2 separate regions of the Nomascus leucogenys genome follow, and region 2 is linked to region 1. Evidence: chromatin contacts called from public Hi-C data. All regions are on one chromosome and are shown on one strand. Each heading gives the region's core, a stretch centred on a gene start, on an enhancer-like site or on the middle of the called end of the contact. The rest is flanking DNA. Distances are from core to core; before and after follow the strand shown.

What was found. Hi-C and Micro-C count contacts between places; a contact is called where the count stands out from the background.
Region 2: a Hi-C map of an unstated tissue shows a contact between it and region 1, with 2.7 times the contacts expected there. The contact joins the promoter of DNAJB12 here to the enhancer-like site in region 1. A contact is called at or near these places in 2 of 4 Hi-C or Micro-C datasets (a lymphoblastoid cell line and an unstated tissue).

What each region holds. Positions count from the first base shown.
Region 1 is chr18:22,164,755-22,169,795 of Asia_NLE_v1, reverse strand. All of the region lies in intron 7 of ASCC1 (activating signal cointegrator 1 complex subunit 1), which reads left to right. Among named protein-coding and RNA genes, the nearest start is that of SPOCK2, 47 kb to the right of the region's middle. Within about 2 kb of position 3,150, the one cell type or tissue checked has an H3K27ac peak away from gene starts, as active enhancers do. A contact at or near this core is called in a lymphoblastoid cell line, where this site is marked.
Region 2 is chr18:22,391,783-22,396,922 of Asia_NLE_v1, reverse strand. DNAJB12 (dnaJ homolog subfamily B member 12) reads left to right here and starts at 2,257. Exons shown (of 9, transcript XM_030798200.1): 1 at 2,257-2,597. The coding sequence starts at 2,363.

The DNA of each region.
Region 1 (5,041 bases), core at 1,901-4,400:
TTAAAAAAAAAATTAACTGGGCATGGTGGTGTATCCAGAATTGGTTCCTTCTGGTGAGTTCTTGGTCTTGCTGACTTCAAGAATGAAGATGCGGACCCTCGTGGTGAGTGTTACAGTTCTTAAAGATGGTATGTCTGGAGTTTGTTCCTTCAGATGTTCAGATATGTCTGGAGTTTCTTCCTGCCAGTGGGTTCATGGTCTTGCTGACTTCAGGAGTGAAGCTGCAGACCTTCGCAGTGAGTGTTACAGCTCTTAAAGGTGGCACATCCAGAGTTGTTTGTTCCTCCTGGTAGGCTCATGGTCTCGCTGACTTCAGGAATGAAGCCGCAGACCCTCGTGGTGAGTGTTAGAGCTATAGGGGTAGTGCGGACACAAAGAGTGAGCAGCAACAAGATTGATTGTGAAGAGCGAAAGAACAAAGCTTCCACAGCGTGGAACGGGGACCCAAGTGGGTTGCGGCTGCTGGCTTGGGTGGCCAGCTTTTATTCCCTTATTTGGCCCCACTCACATCCTGCTGATTGGTCCATTTTACAGAGAGCTGGATTGGTCCATTTTACAGAGTGCTGATTGGTCCATTTTACAGAGTGCTGATTGGCCCATTTTACAGAGTGCCGATTGGTGCGTTTATAATCCTTTAGCTAGACACAGAGCGCTGCTTGGTGCATTTTTACAGAGTGCTGGTTGGTGCATTTACAATCCTTTAGGTAGACACAGAGCGCTGATTGGTGCGTTTTCACAGAGTGCTGATTGGTGCATTTACAATCCTTTAGCTAGACACAGAGCGCTGATTGGTGCATTTTTACAGAGTGCTGATTGGTGAGTTTACAATCCTTTAGCTAGACACAGAGCGCTGATTGGTGCGTTTTTACAGAGTGCTGATTGGTGAGTTTACAGTCCTTTAGCTAGACACAGAGTGCTGATTGGTGCGTTTTTACAGAGTGCTGATTGTTGCACTTACAATCCTCTAGCTAGACAGAAAAGTTCTCCAAGTCCCCACTCAACCCAGGAAGTCCAGCTGGCTTCACCTCTCAGTGGCATTCACTTGTAGTCCCAACAACTGGGGAGGCTGAGGCAGGAGGATAGCTTGACCCCAGGAGTTCAAGGCTGCAGTTAGCTGTGATTGTGCTACTGCACTCTAGCCTGGGCAGCAGAGTGAGATCATGTCTCTTAAAACAACAACAACAAAAAACAACCCTCGGTTTCCTATGGCCTACCAAATAAGAGTCCAATCCTGCCTGACCCATGTGGCCTTCACAGCTTGGCTTCAGCCTGCCCTTCCCTTTCTACAGATTTTCTCCAGTCCTTGAATGTGTTGTGTTCTTTGACATTCAATCTCTCATATACTCAGGAGAAACATTCTTTTAGAATCACCTTCACTTCTTCGACTCCCTTATACCAGGGAATCTCACTTCTCACCACTTCCAGTGACACTGTCCCAGCCATCTGGGTGATTGCCACAGCCTCCTAACTGCCTTCCTGCTTCTATCCTGCCTCCACTGCTGTCCGTCCTCCACACAGCAGCCAGATCATGTCAGTCTTCTGCCGAACACCCTCCAAAAGCTCCCACCTCACTCTGTAACTACTGAAGTCCTTCCACGGGCCTGAGAGCTTTGGCTAACCTGGGCACACCTCTCCGACCTCGTCAGTTCTCTCTTCCTAATTTCACTGCAGATACTGGCATCCTTTCTGTTCCTCAGTCCTACTGTGCCTATGCCCGTCTCAGATATGTGTATTTGCTGTTTCCTCTCTCCAGAATGCTTTTCCCTCAGGTCTCTGTCAAATGTTACTTTATTAGGGAGACCGTTCCTGATCACTCTACTTAACATAGTGCACCCACCACCATTCACACTCTACTCCCTCTCTGCTGTTTCATCTCCTTCAAGGCATGTGGCACCCTGAGGTGTGCATGTGTGTTTGTTCATTCCTCCTACCGGAATGTGAGCTGCACAAGGGTGGGGCTTATTTTGTTCACTGCTGTGTTCCTATCACCTATGAACACACCATCCTTTGAGGTCTTGTTCTGTCCATTTCCCCTATTGCCTGGTTTCCTTTTCTTTCTCTGTTGGATAACTTCTTGTCAGTAAGCATTTTCAACTTTTTGTCCTCATGGAAAACACACACAGCCCTCACTCAACTCTGTATCTTCAGATTCCCCAGGTATTCGTTTCTCTCCTTCAAGTTTCTTGACAGAGTTATGTTCACTTCCTGCCTTCCCTCCTCTCTTTCTCCTCCCTTGGTCCCCCGTCACAAGATTTCTACCCCCAGTGTGCCAGCAAAACTGCTCTGATAGAGAACTCTAATTGTGAGAAACAAGGAGGCATATTTTTGCTTTTTTTCTTTTCTCGAGTGTTGTACTGTATGGTTATTCCTTTTTTCCTGCTTGTAATTCTCATTTCAGCCTCTCTGAAGTCTTCCTGTTCTTATTTCCTCATCCTTAACAGTTGTTTTGCTGGTTCCCAGGTGGCTGGGACAGTGGCACTGGAAGTGGTGAGAAGTGAGATTCCCTGGTATAAGGGAGTCAAAGAAGTGAAGGTGATTCTAAAAGAATGTTTGTCCTAAGTAATTGAGAGATTCAGTATCAAAGAACACAATACATTCAAGGACTGGAGAAAATCTGTAGAAAGGGAAGGGCAGCAATGAAACAGAAAGGCCGGCTGAAGCCAAGCTGTGAAGGCCACATGGGTCAGGCAGGATTGGACTCTTACTTGGAAGGCCATAGGAAAATGAGGATTGTTTTTTGTTGTTGTTGTTTTTCTTTTTTTAAGACACGTGATCTCACTCTGCTGCCCAGGCTAGAGTGCAGTGGCACAATCACAGCTCACTGCAGCCTTGAACTCCTGGGGTCAAGCTATCCTCCTGCCTCAGCCTCCCAAGTTGCTGGGACTACAAGTGCATACCACCATGCCCAGCTAATTTTTGAAAATTTTTTTGTAGAGATGAGGTATCGCTATATTGCTCAAGTGAGTCTTGAACTTCTGGCCTCAAGTGATCTTCCCTCTTTGGCCTCCCAAAGTGCTGGGATGACAGGTGTGGGCCACCATGCATGCGCCACTACCACCTGGCTAATTTTTGTATTTTTAGTAGAGATGGGGTTTCGCCATGTTAAGAGCATCTATCCCATGCTTTTAACTACTGTTGCTACACTGGCAACTCCCAAATCTGTCATTTGCCTAGATTTTCTCCTGGGCTCCAGGCCTGTATTTCCATCTCTCTTCCTGGACATGTCCTACTTGCATCCTGTGCCACATGTGCAAAATCCTGCACAGTATTAACCTCCTCCCCAAGATGACACAGCAGAACAATAAGCAGTTGCTTCCCCACAGCCTCCCACCTTGGTTAATGAACCACCTGGTCATTTTAGGAGTCATTCTCAACCACTTCCTCTCCCTTAACACAGGCAGATCCAAATGGGCACCAGCTTCTCTCTCACATAGCTCTTGTGAACCCATTCCCTTGTCTCAGTTCTCACTGCCCCACCATAGTTAAGTCAGGGTGTCCAATCTTTTGGTTTCCCTGGGCCACATTGGAAGAAGAAGGAATTGTCTTGGGCCACACATAAAATACACTAACACTAATGATGGCTGATGAGCTAAAAAAAAAAAAAAAATCATACAAAAAATTCTTACAATGTTTTAAGAAAGTTTACGAATTTCTTTTGGGCTGCATTCAAAGCTGTCCTAGGCCATGGGTTGGACAAGCTTGGTTTAGATCTTCATCATCCCCTCCTCACCCCCTTTATTTTTGAGATGGGATCTTGCTCTGTCGCCCAGGCTGGAGTGCAGTGGTGCAATCATGGCTTAATGCAGGCTTAAACTCCTGGGCTCAAGCAGTCTTCTTGCTTCAGCCTCCTGGTAGCTAGGACTGTAGGCACATGCCACGATGGGTGGCTAATTTTTAAAAATGTTTTGTAGAGACACAGTCTCACTATATTGTCTAGGCTGGTATCAGACCCTGGCCCAAGCAATCCTTGCGCCTCAGCCTCCTAAAGTTCTGGGATTACAGGTGTGAGCCACCATGCCTGTCCCCATTTCCCCCTGTATAGTGCAGTCCTTAGGAATAGGGACTCTGAAGCCAGACTGCATACATTCTAATTTTGTTTTTCTTTTTCGTTTTGTTTTGAGATGGAGTCTCACTCTGTCACCCAGGCTGAAGTGCAGTGGCACAGTCTCCGCTCACTGCAGTTTCTACCTCCTGGGTTCAAGCAGTCCTCCTGCTTCAGCCTCCCAGGTGACTGGGATTACAAGCATGTGCCACCATGCCCAGCTAATTTTTGTATTTTTAGTAGAGACGGGATTTCACCATGTTGGCTAGGCTGGTCTCGAACTCCTGACTTCAATTGATCCACCTGCTTCAGCCTCCCAAGGTGCTGGGATCACAGGCATGAGCCACTGCACCCGGCCCCTTCTAATTTTGGATTTGCCACTTAGTTTTGTGACCTTGGTCAAGTTTTGTAACTACTCTGTGCCTTGACTTCTGTATTGGTAAATAGGGATAATAATTGGTTATGAGGATTAAATGATTTAACAGATAAAAAGTGCTTAGAACAGTGCCTGACACATCGTGGTGATGTTGACTGTTGAAGTAGCCACCTAGCTGACTGACCTCTGTAGCTGTTCCTTTTCTAAAGCCCTTCCCACTCTGCTATTGAGTCAGCTTTCAAAAATGGACATCAGACCACATTATTCCCTTTTGAAAGTCTTTCTGTGGTTTCCCTAATCTGACCACTACTTATAGACTTAGCTCATCTCCATTGTCCCTTTCCTCTTACTCTCTGTCATAGCTGTATTGTAAATAATTGACAGTTTTTTGAATATGCTGTGATCTTGCGTGCCTTGGCATCTTTGCACATGCTATTTCTTCTTCTACTTGAAGTGCCCCTCCTTCCCTGGCGTTATTTGCAAATCTTTAATGATAGTTCCAGACTATGTCTAAACCTCCTGTGGAAACCTGGCCCTCTCCAGGTAGAGTTGATCACTCCCTTCACACTCACCATAATATATTGCCATCATTTATTTCTACTATCTGTTAAGCAGACAAACAA
Region 2 (5,140 bases), core at 1,008-3,507, 230 kb before region 1:
CTGAGGTGGGAGGATTGCTTGAGCCCAGAAAGTTGAGGCTGCAGTGAGCCATAACCGTGCCACTGCACTCCAGTCTGGGTAACAGAGTGAGACCCTGTCTCAAAAAAATAAAATGAAATAGATAAAAGCAATTTTGTCAAAGTCAACACTGCCCTCTACACTGCCAAATCCATTGGTCATTTCTCAGGTTTCACGTTGCTTGGCCTCTCCACAGGATATGACAAGTTTGACCCCCCTCCCTCCCTCTTTTTCTAAAAAGCTTTTTGTAGAGACAGGGGGTCTCATTATGTTGCCCAGGCTGGTCTTGAACTCCTGGGCTAAAGCGAGCCTCCCACCTCAGCCTCCCCAAGTGCTGGGATTACAGGCATGAGCCACCACACCTGACCTACTCATTTCCTTACAACCTGCTTCTTCACATTCTCCTTTCCTGGATTTTCCTCCTCTTCCAGATCTTTAAATGTTGGCATTTCGTGAGGCTCAGTAATCAGACTTCTGCTCTTCTCCATCTACACTCACTTCCTTGGTGCATATATATATACCACAGCTCACTGCAGCCTTGACCTCCCGTGCTCAAGCGATCCTCCCACCTCAGCCTCCTGAGTAGCTGGGACTATAGGCGTGTACTACCACACCCAGCTAATTTTTTATTTTTTTGTAGTGATGGGATCTCACTCTGTTGCCCAGGCTGGTCTCAAACTCCTTGCCTCAAGTGATCCTCCCACCCCTTGCCTCCCAAAATGTTGGGATTACAGGAGTGAGCCACTGTGCCTGGCCCCACAATTATATTTCCAGCTCCTTTTTGCCTAAACCCTACATATGTACAACATCCTAGTCTATATCTCTGCTTGATTCTAAAAAGCATCACAAACTGAATCAAACACTTAATATTCCCCCACCAAACTGCTTTTATAGTCTTTTCCATTTCCTTGTTTTAGTAAATAGAAATTCTCTTCTTCCAGTTATCAAGCCAAAAACATTGGAATCATCCTTGAATCCTTGCTCTCACAGCCCACATCCATTGCGTCATTCTGTCTTCAAAATATATCCAGAATTTTACTACCACTCACCACCTCCGCCATCACCCTTATCCAAGTTACCATTAATTTTCACCTGTATTATAATAGTAGCTTCCTGATTCTCATCCGGATTACTGTAGTAGCCTCTCACCAGATCCTGCCCGAAAGGCCAAGCAATGTAAGGGCTGACAGATGACTAGGGGATTCGGCAACGTGGAGGTCACTGGTAACCTTCACAAGATTGCTTTCACTGGAGTGATAGCCCTCGAAGAACGGGATAATGATAGAACTGGATTACACTCTGTAGTAGAATCTTTTTTTTCTTTTTTTTAGGTGGAGTTTCGCTCTTGTTGCCCAGGGTGGAGTGCAATGGTGTGATCTTGGCTCACCGCAACCTCCGCCTCCCAGGTTCAAGCGATTCTCCCGCCTCAGCCTCCCGAGTAGGTGGGATTACAGGCATGTGCCACCATGCCCGGCTAATTTTGTATTTTTAGTAGAGACGGGGTTTCTCCATGTTGGTCAGGCTGGTCTCGAACTCCTGACCTCAAGTGATCCGCCCGCCTCGGCCTCCCAAATTGCTGGGATTACAGGCGTGAGCCACCGCGCCCGGCCTGTAGTAGAATCTTTATGCTCCCTAGAGTGTATTCGCCTTCTTGATCCTGTTATAACTCACCAAGAGAATTCCCTTTTCAGAGCCTTTGCACTTGCTGTTCCTCTGGCCCGACCACCCTTCCTCCGGACAGTCACATCTACCTGTTATCATTCCTGAATTCTGGTACCTGTTAATGACAGCTTCTGAGAGGTTTCTTTTATCGCGCTATTTAAAATAGCGCCTCCCACTCTCTATCCCTGTGTTTTCCATAATTTTTCTTCAGAGCTTTTATCACTATCTGAATCTATCTGGAGGGCTCCCCCCGCCTACACACACTGGAATGTAAGCTCCATGAGAGCAGAGGTTTTGTTTTGTTCATCCCTGTATCCCCATAATAAAACCATGCCCACAAATAGTGGGCACTCAGTATCTGTTCAGTGAATAAATAACCTTCATCTGAAACGTATATAGTTACATTACGTATATAGATCACCACTTAGTAAACCGTCTGGGAATAACAGGCACTCCGAAGGCCCCAGTCTCATCCCTACGGCTACCACGTGACCTTCCTGAGCTTGGGTTTCCTCCTGGGGAAGATTAGAGGGTTGGCGCATACTCAATTCTAAGACCTCCGGAACATGGAATCTGGGCGTGCACCATTATTGACACCTACGCCAGCCATCCCTTTCTTAGAAGACATACGGTAGCGCTGCCACCCTCGCTCAAATCTCGGGAAAGGAGGGGCGGAGGGTGGATGTCATCACTCCGCGCCCGGCTGCCCGCGACGCGCCGGCGGGTGGCGCAGCCCTTCGCTCGCCCGGCCTCCCCCTCCCTGGTTCCGCGCTCTGGTTCCGCCATGGAATCCAACAAGGATGAAGCTGAGCGCTGTATCAGCATCGCCCTCAAGGCCATCCAGAGCAACCAGCCCGACCGGGCGCTCCGCTTCCTAGAGAAGGCACAGCGGCTGTATCCGACGCCGCGAGTTCGTGGTGAGTGTGAGGTGCCGGAGAGACTGGGGACATTAGAACTGATGGGGGGAACACGGGAACGGACCGACTGGAGCAGTTGGAGGAGGGGGAGGGGTGGCGAGGCGCGGCTACGCCTGCGCACTGAGGTGCGCGGTGGCTGCTGGGAGGCGTAGTTTTTCCCTCGAGCTCCTCTGCGGGATGCGAGCCGTCTGGAGACGCGGGCGGCCGAGACTTCAGCTTTCGGGGTGCTGGCGGAGCTCCCTGGGGTTTGAGGTCTCCGAGAATGAAACGCGCTGGCAGCCGGGACGAAGGGAACTTACCTGGAAGTGAACTCGAACTACTTTTCCCAAGGGGCCGTTCGGTGGCCCAGGCCAGTCGCCGGCCTGGGAAATATTATAGTTCAGGAAAATAAACATAACTCCTTTGAGGGGGAGAATGGGCGCTAGACAGGGAGAAACTTCTGTCCTTCGGGCGCCAGGGAAAGGCGCTTCTGTATCTTCACTCCCTCTCACGTCTCGGGCTGAGGGTCAGGGACCACTCTCCCAAAATGCGAGCCGGCCTTTGCACCCACCCCAGTCCGCCGCCTCGGACTGTCCTGAGGCCGGGCCCCTCACTCCTGCCGATGATGAGATTCGGAGCGGGTAGCCTGGTGGGAGGTGCTGACCTCAGCCACTGCCAGTCCTCCATCGCCCGCAAGAGTCCAGCGGCGGCCGGCCATGTGGACGCCGAGGCTGCTGAGTGGCCCTGGACAGGAGCCTCCTGAGCCAGGGAGGGAAGAGTGAAGCTGGCTTTACAACTCATCACCTCGCTTCACCCGGGAGCCCTTTCTTTTTTCTTTAACCTAAGTTTTCCAAGGAGTTTTTCTTAATCCACGCTAGAGGGGAGAGAGACACCGGGTGGTGCTTGTGATCAGCACTTAGTAAACCGTCTGGGAATAACAGGCACTCCGAAGGGCCCAGTCTCAGCCTGACGGCTACCACGTGACCTTCCTGAGCTGGGGTTTCCTCCTCGGGAAGATTAGAGGGTTGGCGCAGATAATGTGATTGGCAATAATACCCATAGGGCTTTGCAGTTTAGGAAGCTCCTTCCCCTGTGCCTTCTCACTTGAGCCTGCCAGTCAGGGAGGCAGAGCAAAGATCATTATCTTTATTCTATGGGTGAGGAAAATCTCTGAGGTAAGGGATGCCCAAGACGACACAGCTAGAAAGTGGAAAGTTCTGTGACTCTGTAAATGTTTATGAAAGAAAAGAAATGAAATTGAGGAACAGCAGTCAGCCTCCTAACCGGCCCAGCCCGCCTGATGAGATTGAGAAAGCGGAGGCCGGGCGCGGTGGCTCAGGCTTGTAATCCCAGCACTTTGGGAGGCCGAGGCGGGCGGATCACGAGGTCAGGACATCGAGACCACGGTGAAACCCCGTCTCTACTAAAAATACAAAAAAATTAGCCGGGCGTGGTGGCGGGCGCCTGTAGTCCCAGCTACTCGGAGAGGCTGAGGCAGGAGAATGGCGTGAACCCGGGAGGCGGAGCTTGCAGTGAGCCAAGATTGCGCCACTGCACTCCAGCCTGGGCGACAGAGCAAGACTCCGTCTCAAAAAAAAAAAAAAAGAGAAAGCAGAACGCTGGCGGAAGAGGTAGCCTGGACTGCTGAACTTTCCTCCCTCCGGACTCTTGCAGGTTGATCTTTGGCCTGTTTGCCTCCCCTTGGAGAGGGTTTCGGGCTGTATTTGCCAGGACACCTGAGGTAACCTGCTCGAGGAGCCTCCCTGTGAATTAATTCGTATTCTGTGGTGGGGTGGTATCCTCCAGCTGTCAGAATTCTGCCTGACACTGATGCTGCTGCGGGCTCAGGAGCAGGCAGCCAAGAAAGGATGGGCCACAGGGTCTCGGGATCTTTCTGTCAGCAGGTCCCCTGCACCAGTTCGGGAGCTTGAAGGAGTGTCCTCTCTGGGGCTCAGGCTCTGGAATTTGCTGAGACAGAAGAATCATCTGCCTGCATATTTGTCATATTTGTGCTTTTCTGGAAAGACCATGAGACTATACGCCTTATGCATCTGTGTAAACTTTACCATCTGCAGCCCTCCACTGAGCTGACAAGACCTGGGATTAGTTTGGGTCTGGGACAGGGAAAGATCTTACTTCAAAAATAAAAGGCAGGGCTACCCACTGGGCTACCTGCTTCCCCAGGGGAGTAATACAGATATATTAGGTGGCGGTCTATGGCTTTGGGTTTAGGCTCATCCCAGATGCTCATTCAATGCAGCAGACTTTTGTTGAAGATCATTTATGTTTTGTTTGCAAAGTCCTCTGCTTGGTGCTAGCAAGATTGGTAAAATGTGATCCCTCACCTCAAAAAAGCTTATAATCTAGTGAAAGAGACAAACTTACAGAAACAAATATTACAAGACAGAACCATAATTAAATAAAAAATAAGCCCAAGGTTAGATGCTGAGGACTTAAGGACAGGCATGAAAAAATCAGTCCCCATCATCCGTGGGTTCACAGTCTGATGGTGGGCAGGAGGTGTGGAGGACAATCTCCTGAACATTAAATTATAAGCAGTGTAG